Linked DNA regions of Rattus norvegicus: all the other regions are linked to region 2. The links are chromatin contacts, called in public Hi-C maps. All regions are on one chromosome and are shown on one strand. The core of a region is the stretch at or near the end of the contact, and the rest is flanking DNA. Distances in the headings are between cores, read along the strand shown.

What was found. A called contact is a pair of places that touch in the nucleus more often than the background predicts.
Region 1: a Hi-C map of liver shows a contact between it and region 2, with 6 times the contacts expected there. The contact joins the enhancer-like site here to the promoter of Fibin in region 2. A contact is called at or near these places in 6 of 12 Hi-C or Micro-C datasets (the A7r5 cell line, Schwann cells, hepatocytes and 2 more).
Region 3: a Hi-C map of Schwann cells shows a contact between it and region 2, with 2.6 times the contacts expected there. The contact joins the enhancer-like site here to the promoter of Fibin in region 2. A contact is called at or near these places in 8 of 12 Hi-C or Micro-C datasets (the A7r5 cell line, the Rat2 cell line, Schwann cells and 4 more).

The regions. Positions count from the first base shown.
Region 1 is chr3:117,248,166-117,251,057 of GRCr8, forward strand. No RefSeq gene overlaps it. Among named protein-coding and RNA genes, the nearest start is that of Bbox1, 68 kb to the right of the region's middle. Within about 2 kb of position 1,531, at least 5 of the 93 cell types and tissues checked have an H3K27ac peak or open chromatin away from gene starts, as enhancers often do. A contact at or near this core is called in Schwann cells and liver, where this site is marked.
Region 2 is chr3:117,397,983-117,400,682 of GRCr8, forward strand. Fibin (fin bud initiation factor homolog) reads right to left here and starts at 1,262. Exons shown (of 1, transcript NM_001025042.2): 1 at 1-1,262. The coding sequence starts at 908. The coding sequence ends at 255.
Region 3 is chr3:117,605,466-117,608,219 of GRCr8, forward strand. No RefSeq gene overlaps it. Among named protein-coding and RNA genes, the nearest start is that of Slc5a12, 27 kb to the right of the region's middle. Within about 2 kb of position 1,261, at least 1 of the 93 cell types and tissues checked has an H3K27ac peak or open chromatin away from gene starts, as enhancers often do. A contact at or near this core is called in Schwann cells, where this site is marked.

The DNA.
Region 1 (2,892 bases), core at 281-2,780, 150 kb before region 2:
TATTGGCTAAGCCCTGCAGGCCTCTAAATACTTCAGTAGCACAGAGGACTCTGTTTTGAGTCTATGTGACCATAGGATACATTTCTTTTATGTGAGAAGCATGGCATGTGTTCCAAGTCAGGAGTCTGGCAGGGAGCGGGGAGTCACCTAAGACTCAGGTGTGTGTCCACTGAGTCCCCGGGTCTCCACCTGCTCTACCTTACCAAACTTCCTGGCATGGTTGTAGGTCCCACAGGATGTGTGTTTTTGTACCATCATGATGTGATTTCTACATCCCTGGTTTAATGGACTGGCCTTCATTTGAGCTCAGGAGTCTGCCCTAATTATCACTCCTAGACTCTCACTCTACAAAGAAGTGATATGGTCTTTAGTGCTAGGCTTGGATCATAGATCAATATTGTCTTAATCATTTATTGGGTGTGACCCTAAGTAAATCATTTTGCTTTTGCAAATTTTGCATTCACATATGGAAGGGAGTTCTCAATTCTCCATTCAAAAGGCTTGAAAACCAGGTGTTGCTGGGTGATGCCTTGCATGATCCTCAGGCACTAACAGTGTATTGTAGTGAATTCCACCTCATGTGCTGTCTTCTCTGCCAAGGTCAATACTGCCTTTATTCTTTGTTTTAATACCAGGGGTGGCAGAAGGGGGTGGAGGCTGGACTTTTGAGTTTGCTTTGTCCCAGAAACCTCGTGGATGTTGTTGTTTCAGTCTTTGTTTTAGGTCAAGGGAAATAAATTCACCTTGTTCTCTCACATGTTTATTTTCTCAGAAGCAGACGCAGCTCAAATTCTTAGAACAGACTGTTCGACCTAGCAGTGTTCTGCTTGAGAGGTTGAGCTGTATCTGTCCGTTGAGCAGGTTTGTCCCAGGTCTCTTGCATGGGTAGATACTTAACTTATTGTTAATAGATTAACAAATTCATTTCCCTCAGGGTGCCGAAAGACTTTGTATAACTTCCAAGACTCTAAATGAAATCCTGGTATGGTTGTATAACTATAGCATAATAAAATAATTATTACAGTATTGGGTTTTAGCACAGAAATCCCAAGAAATCAAATTTTGGTGCCCAGAAAATTAATGGTTTAATACTAAACTGTGGAAAATCGAGACAACTATATCAGAAGTTTTAAATGTGCCCTGAAACAGTTCACCAGTGCCCTCAAATTTGGGTGTCCAGACAGTGCCTGGAATGGCCTGTAACTCCTTCTCACATAGTTTCCTATGCTAGTAATGGCAATGTGTACATAATGATATCCTTTCCTACTTGCACCTTCATATAAGTCTCGTGCTCTGCATCAGCAGAATGCTGGTGACAGTAGCATTTCCCTCACAGTGCCATGGAAGCAGAAATAATTGGCATAGACAAAAGGTTCGTAACAGAACCCAGCACCCAATAATCCATGTAGGCAACGCTTGTTTTCAGCTGTGATTTGGGTACAGCTGTATCAATGGGTATTTGTACTCTGGATAATGATTCAACGCTATGTTATTTGTTGTTCAGCTCGTCTCAGCTTTGGCTGTTCTGTGCTCCTCCGGGTGACTGCTGCATATTACCCAGATACCGCTGACTGCAGTCCATGTAGAGAGAGCACAGCCTCACCTATCAGTTGGTGGAATGTGTTCTTACACTTGAGCAAGCAATGTTATCTTGTTTTAGCATTTCTCGGGGAAAAGTTCTGCCGCATGCTCACTCGCACATTCCAAAACTTACACATTGTGTATCTTAGACTCATAAAAGCTGAAAGCCACAGCCCCAGAAAGTAAACACTTGCTGTCTGCCGTCTTCTGTACCTCCCCTTTCTCTATTTTCATTCTCTGTTCCTTTTCTGTCGAAGACAGTTCTCTGCTTCTCAGTCATGCTTTTGTTCTCTATTGATTCACGATGGCTTTTGGCACAGGCCTTTAAGCTCAGCACCTGGGAGGCAGAAGCAAGTGGATCTCTATGAGTTCTAGGCCAGCCTGGTCTACATATCAAGTTCTAGGCTAGCCAGTGCTACATAGTGAAAGTCTGTCTCAAAACAAAACCCTCAAAATAAAAAAAGTGTGCTGTTTGCATTTAGTATGATTAAGACATTCCAAGCAAAGAAAGCATAAGTTGAGGAAAACATCTGACAGCACAAAGACAAAGGGACAAAGGTGGGACAAACAGCCAGGGGTACTGAGTGTGTAGAGCACACAGGGAAGACTGGAGAATCTTTAAGCAGAGGTATGAGGAAAGAGAAGAATGGGGAGCTGTCACAGAACAGGGGATTTAGAGATGGGGATGGGCTTGGGGTTCTTTAAGCACTGAAAGTAGATATAAGGGGTCCCCCTTATATAGCCCTTGCCAGACCTGCAGTGGGTCACGTGACCAAAAGGACCCCTGCCAGACAGAGGCTGAAGATCCTTCTGGTTCTAGAAAACTTGTTCAAAGCCACATGCTGCTGTAAGCAAGCTGGGCTCTAACAACTTGGAGGCACTCATTCAGGACAGTGAATTATGTGCACTAGACTTGATCTGTGGCCTTTTCCCCACACTCTTGTTCCTGGTCCTGTGAGCTTCTATGCTGTTTCTTCTTAGGAAGTTTCCCGTAGCATTCATTCAGTCCCTCTTTTTCTTATGCCCTTATCCATTTTCCACCATCATCTGTATTTCACCACTGAACTTTTTCAATGCCCCCCGCATCCCCCTCTCCTCACAGAGAGGAAAAAGAGCACCAGTAGGCTTTGTTCCTTTGGTCCTTAGGATCTAAGTTTGTGAAAAGAAGCCGTGGGCTAATATTCTATCTAGGCCACTAGATGGCGACCCTGCCTAAAGAAGACGCTGAAAGGCTCCTACTTTCCAGTCAGTGGGTTCCTCTGCCAAAGGAAACATCACTTGCACTCCAGGCAAACCCCACCCAGGTCTATG
Region 2 (2,700 bases), core at 12-2,511:
ATGCATCCTTTAGATAAGGACGAAAGAAATGATTCTGTTAGAGCTATGAAACCCTTTAGGAAATAACCCAGGGATTAGTTTAAAATTGCTTTTCGCACGTGAAAAATCCTTAATAATAACATAAATAATGCACGGAACCAAAACAAAATCAGAATAACTCAACTTATTAAAGTTTTCATTCTTTTTCAAAGATGACTTCAGACGCGTTCTGAAAGTGCAAATTTGGATAAAATAAAGCAATTACAATGGAAATATTAGCCCATCTTCTGCCCCCCACCCTCCAGATAGTCGCTTTTCAGTCGACCTAAGCGGGTCCCGTGGCTCCTGATGGTATGTGCCAGCAGCTCGTATTTGTCTCTGAGGCCCACAGAGATGCCCAGTGTCTCCTTCAGCAAGGACCTGGTGTGGACCAGCATCCCCAGGAAGTCCTCATTGAGTCTGCTTTCCTGCCGGCTATCCTGCTCCTGGCCCTGCTTGAACTTGCTTTCCAGCTCAGTGAGGGACTTGTCAGAGTTGGAGTAGGCATCCCCAATCTGGTGGGACTCCCGCCTCAGGTACTTGCCGTAGCTCTCTTCCCCATCCAGGTCGTAGGAGATGCTTTTGCTGATGCCTTCCAGGACGCGCCCAGCATCCTCCACCTGGCGGCCCAGCACTGTGAACTCCTCTCGAAGAGTGAGGCTCAGCAAGCTACTGGCTTGACCCCCTTCCCCCTGGGAGCAGCGCCTGCGATCACTCACCCTGAAGAGCAGCTGGCATTTCTCGGGGTCATCATTCTCCTCGTAGTCTCCATCAGGCACGAAGTAATGATGCAGAGTCCCATTAGACATTTCTGGGTACAAGGGGCCATCGAAGTAGCCTCGACACAGGTGGCAGAAGAAACCCATCCAGATCAATTTCGTGAACATCATTCTGGATATTCGGAGAAGCGTTTTAGTCCAGGAATAAGCAAAGAGGTTCCCCCGGGAGTCAGCGGCTTCGGGTGAAGGCGCCCTCCTTAGGCGCAGAGCGCTTGCTGCTCTCTGATCCCTGTTCCCCTACAGGCTTCATGAGGCTCTGTGCAGCAGCGGTGTGCACCAGGCTCCTCAGCGTCTCTGGTCCTCTCTCTACTGAGTGGTTGGACCTGAGCCTTTGCTTTTCCAGCAGGACAGCCAGACCCACCGAGTGGGGACCCGCTGCTCCAGACGCAGACTCTGTGGTCACCTTCGGAGTTTCCTCTGGCTCCAGGGAGATGGAGCTAGTAGCTAAGGGAAGCTGTTCTGACACTATTTCAACCCCTGGACCGGGTGGGAATGCAGAGTTTTCTTTCCCTTTGGCTAAAGATATCCCGAGGGTTGCAGGATTCTCAAATTACAGCTCATTTCGTCACTTGGAACCCAGGGAACAAGTTTGGAAAGAGAGCTTTCACCAGTTCCCTTATTAAAGGTACAGGCTATCTTTTTCAAGATTGAAAGAGGAGACCCTGTACAATAGGACTTAACCTGAATGGGGATAGTACGGGATGATTATAAGCATAGAATCCAATTGCTATTAGTATATTTAGGAAACAGGTGATTGTTTCGGAGAAATGACATTTCAGAAATTTAAATATATATATATATATATATATATATATATATATATATATATATCTGATGCTTTTGTTGGGAAATGGTTTAAAGTTCATTTAAAATATCCAATACTTTTGAAACAACATATAGATATAGATAACTGCATTTTCTATACTCACAGTACACAGTTATTGTTTAAAACTAAAAAATCAAAGTTTACAGTTTCATCGATAAGAAGACAACTGAGACCCCTGTGAAATCTATTAGATAAGGACTCTATGAGCCTTACTGAGTCTTTTGTCTGGTATTTGACTGTGGGACCTCCTGTCAGATACTTACAAGGCTGGAATACTTATCCACAGTTAAGAGTGTTACACAAATTGTTACTGTCTCATAGTTAGATTTTAGTTCAGCCATTTAGGTACATGGATTTAAGATTAAGTTGGATAAAACCTTTTGAAAAGGTTGGGTAAAACCTGTTTTGAAAGAAAATAGTTTTATTCTAATTAATTCACAAATACTAACATTGCCACAGCTTGTTTAAAAAAGCTAGCAACCCAAACATCCATCCAGTTGCCAGTTCTACAGCTTCTCTGTAAATACGTAAGTACTCAGAACACCATGTTCCATGGCTATTCCAAAGCAGCAAAGCTCTTACTGGTATGTAAGTTGTGGGTTCATATGTTACATGTGCTCTGTCATGTTTTTCTCTCTTTAATACTCGTACAACACGTCCATCACAGCTAATTTCTTCAACTTGTACTTCTTGATTGAACTAATCCATTTGTAAGTCTATGCAGTTTCAGCACCACATGGAAACCCTTATAGAGTTTGTCTCTTGGATTCTGTGCATTTTTCCCAAACTGTTTTGTACTATAAAAGCAAGGGCCACCAGATTGCTGCTGTGCCTGCTGGATTTCTCTGGGCTTCTGGTAAATGATACCACAGCTTTGTAAATTCAACACTACCATGGTCACTAAATGTCCAATAATGGAATAGCCCAGTGTATGACCCTCAGAGGGCTTATAGCCACCATGGACACAGTAGCTGCCTTGTGGTCCTGAATCAGCCCTGGTTTTGAGAACAATGACAGGTGTTTCTGTTGTTCTGAATTCTAGGTAATGGGGCTGCTGTTGTCAGTTGAGCTTCAGTG
Region 3 (2,754 bases), core at 11-2,510, 210 kb after region 2:
ACCACCAGGCCTCCTGTTCTTCTTTCTTGAGGGCACAGAATCATGCTTTCCCCTGGCAATCATACACACAAGTTAGACTTTCTAAAATGGTCTTGTCCTTTGTCTTTTCAGTCGTGCTTCTCCTTTTATTCTTGTTAGTTCTTTTTTTATGCAGCAAGCAAAAATCAGTTAAAAAATTCTTCATCCCTAAAATTTCAGGAAAAAGGAAAGGAAAAAAGTAATAAAGCTATGTTTCGTTCCCTCCTCTACTTCTTTCACACTTTCACTCCACAGAGTCATTCTTCCTTTCTGCCTCCCTGTGACTTTGATAATGTAACTCTGATACAAGAACTCAAGAGGAAACACAAAAAATAATATCACCAAGAGCATGCCATTATTTGGAGCTGCCAGAGTGGAAAAGCATTCCAAAGGATGTCTATTTGAAAACAGAAGAAAATTGAGGGTTAAAGATCAAGAAGCACCTAAACATGAAGGTGAGCAGAGCAAGCAATGTCAGCAGAAGTACCTCAGAAAACACTCCAAGGCAGCATGGTGCTTTCTTTGTTTTCAGAACCTTCCAGAGAACAACCAGGTTAAAAATAAAAATGAAGGAGGCAGGGAGGGAGACAGAGAGAACTAAAGGATGAAAGGACCATGGGGAATCATGGAGAAGCAGAAACAATAGCAGAAAGAGTATTAAAAACAACAATAAAGGAGTGATTGTTCTCATTAACCTCAGATTTTCATACTAAATAAACCTCAAGATAAATTATTTACTAGTAAGTATATAGCACAGTTCACAGCACAGTCAAGACTCAGAAATGTGAACTAGCCGTGGAGGGCCGTATACTCACTGTATTGATACAGGGACCTTTGAACTAGCTGCTGTGATTATGCTTTTTCCTAGTGGCATTCAAAAGGGTTTACAATAAAGGAAATCTGCAACTTATGGATATGAGAAGGTGGGAGCATCTCCAGAATGAGATCTGGGATAAAGGAGGCACCCAAGAATTAATAGGGGTGACCTTGGCTGTAACTCACTACAATGAGGATATGGAACCTGAAGAGGCTACTTCCTTGGCCAGGCAGGAACCCCAGTGGAGTGATAGAGACATCAGGCCACACAAAAACTTTCAACCCAATATTTATTCCATCTACAAGAAATACATGCACAGAGGATGGAGTGAGATTGGGGAAATGGCCAACCAATAAGAGGCAGGACCTGAGACCTATCCCATCGGCAAGCACGGATCCCTAACACTATGAATGACATTCTGTTACACTAGCACACAGTAGCAAATTGTCCTTTGAGAGGCTCCAGTCAGTCTGCAGCTGACTCAGACAGATACAGACGCCTACAGCCAAACAGTGGCTGGAGCTTGGGGACTCTATGGAAGAATAGGAGGAAGAATTGAAACTCCAAAGGGGATAGGGACTTCAACAGAACAACAGAGTCAACTAACTGGAAGCCTTGGGTCTTTAAGAGTCTGAACCATCCTCCAAAAAACATATACAGGCTAGACCTAGGCTTCCTTGATCACATGTAACAGATGTGCAGCTTTGTCTTCATGTAGATCCCAAACAACTGGAGTCAGGGCTAGCCCAAAAGCTGCTGCCTGTATGTGGGATATGTTCTTCTAGCTGGGATGCCTTGTCTGTCTTCAATGGGAGAGGAAACGCTTAGCCTCACAGACTTGAAGTGCCAGGGGGGAGGGGGATATACAGGGGGAACACCTGCTCATAGGAGAAATGGAGGAGAATGGGGTAGGGAAAGAATTGTGTGAGGGGGTGACCAGGAGGAGGGCATCGAGTGGGATGTAAAGTAAATAAGTAAAAAAACATTAAATGCAAAAAGAACAAAAGAGATATACCAGACCATGTTATTTTCTTCCTTCTGAAATGAACCAATGATTTGTCATTGTGAATGTTGTAAAAAAAATTCTATCTTCCTTACATGGCTCTGTCTGCTGGCTGCATAGAAGATCCTACCTCTTCTGTTTCAACTTCATTCCATTATAAAGCACCCATGTAAGCCATCTTGTTTCTCACCTCCACACTTCTGACTTACTCGCTTCTCTGTGCAGCCTTCATTTTTTATCCAATTGGCATTGACTTCCATGTTCAAGTTGTCATCTGGGTCTGACTCTTTTGGTCGAGGTTATTCAAGCGTCCATGGACAGACTTAATTTATTCTAGATCTGATCTTGGCAGAACTTACTAGACAACTCATATTAAAAATCCTTTTGATAGATATCTTTTATGTCTTCCTATTACAGTTTTTGTCTGGCTACCTTTTTAAAATTTCTAGAATGCCTCTCCAGCAAGGTCAAATGCTAGGAGATGGTAAAGGATGATGTGTGCATATATATATATACATATATGTATATATATACATGTATGTGCATATATGTATATGCACACATGTGTGTGTATCTTCTGAAATGGCTTCTAATTTTTTTTATATTTTCTGCCTTCTGAAATTTAAAACTCTGAGATCATGTATCAATTATCAGTATTATGTTTTGTTAAGTGGAAAGGTAAGACTTATTATAAGTCTCTTAAATTGTTATGAGAATTCATGAATGAGTATTGGTGACTTTATTTGCTTTATCTTCATTATAATCTTCATTATCACATTTTGTACTTTACAGTAAACTGTAGTATAAAGAGTTGCCAAAGGTCACACCTAATAGCCATTTGGCTTAAGTTAATAGAGTAAATAAGTTTAATCAGAGCAAAGGCTGGTATGAGACTAAATTTATATAGAAGACTCTC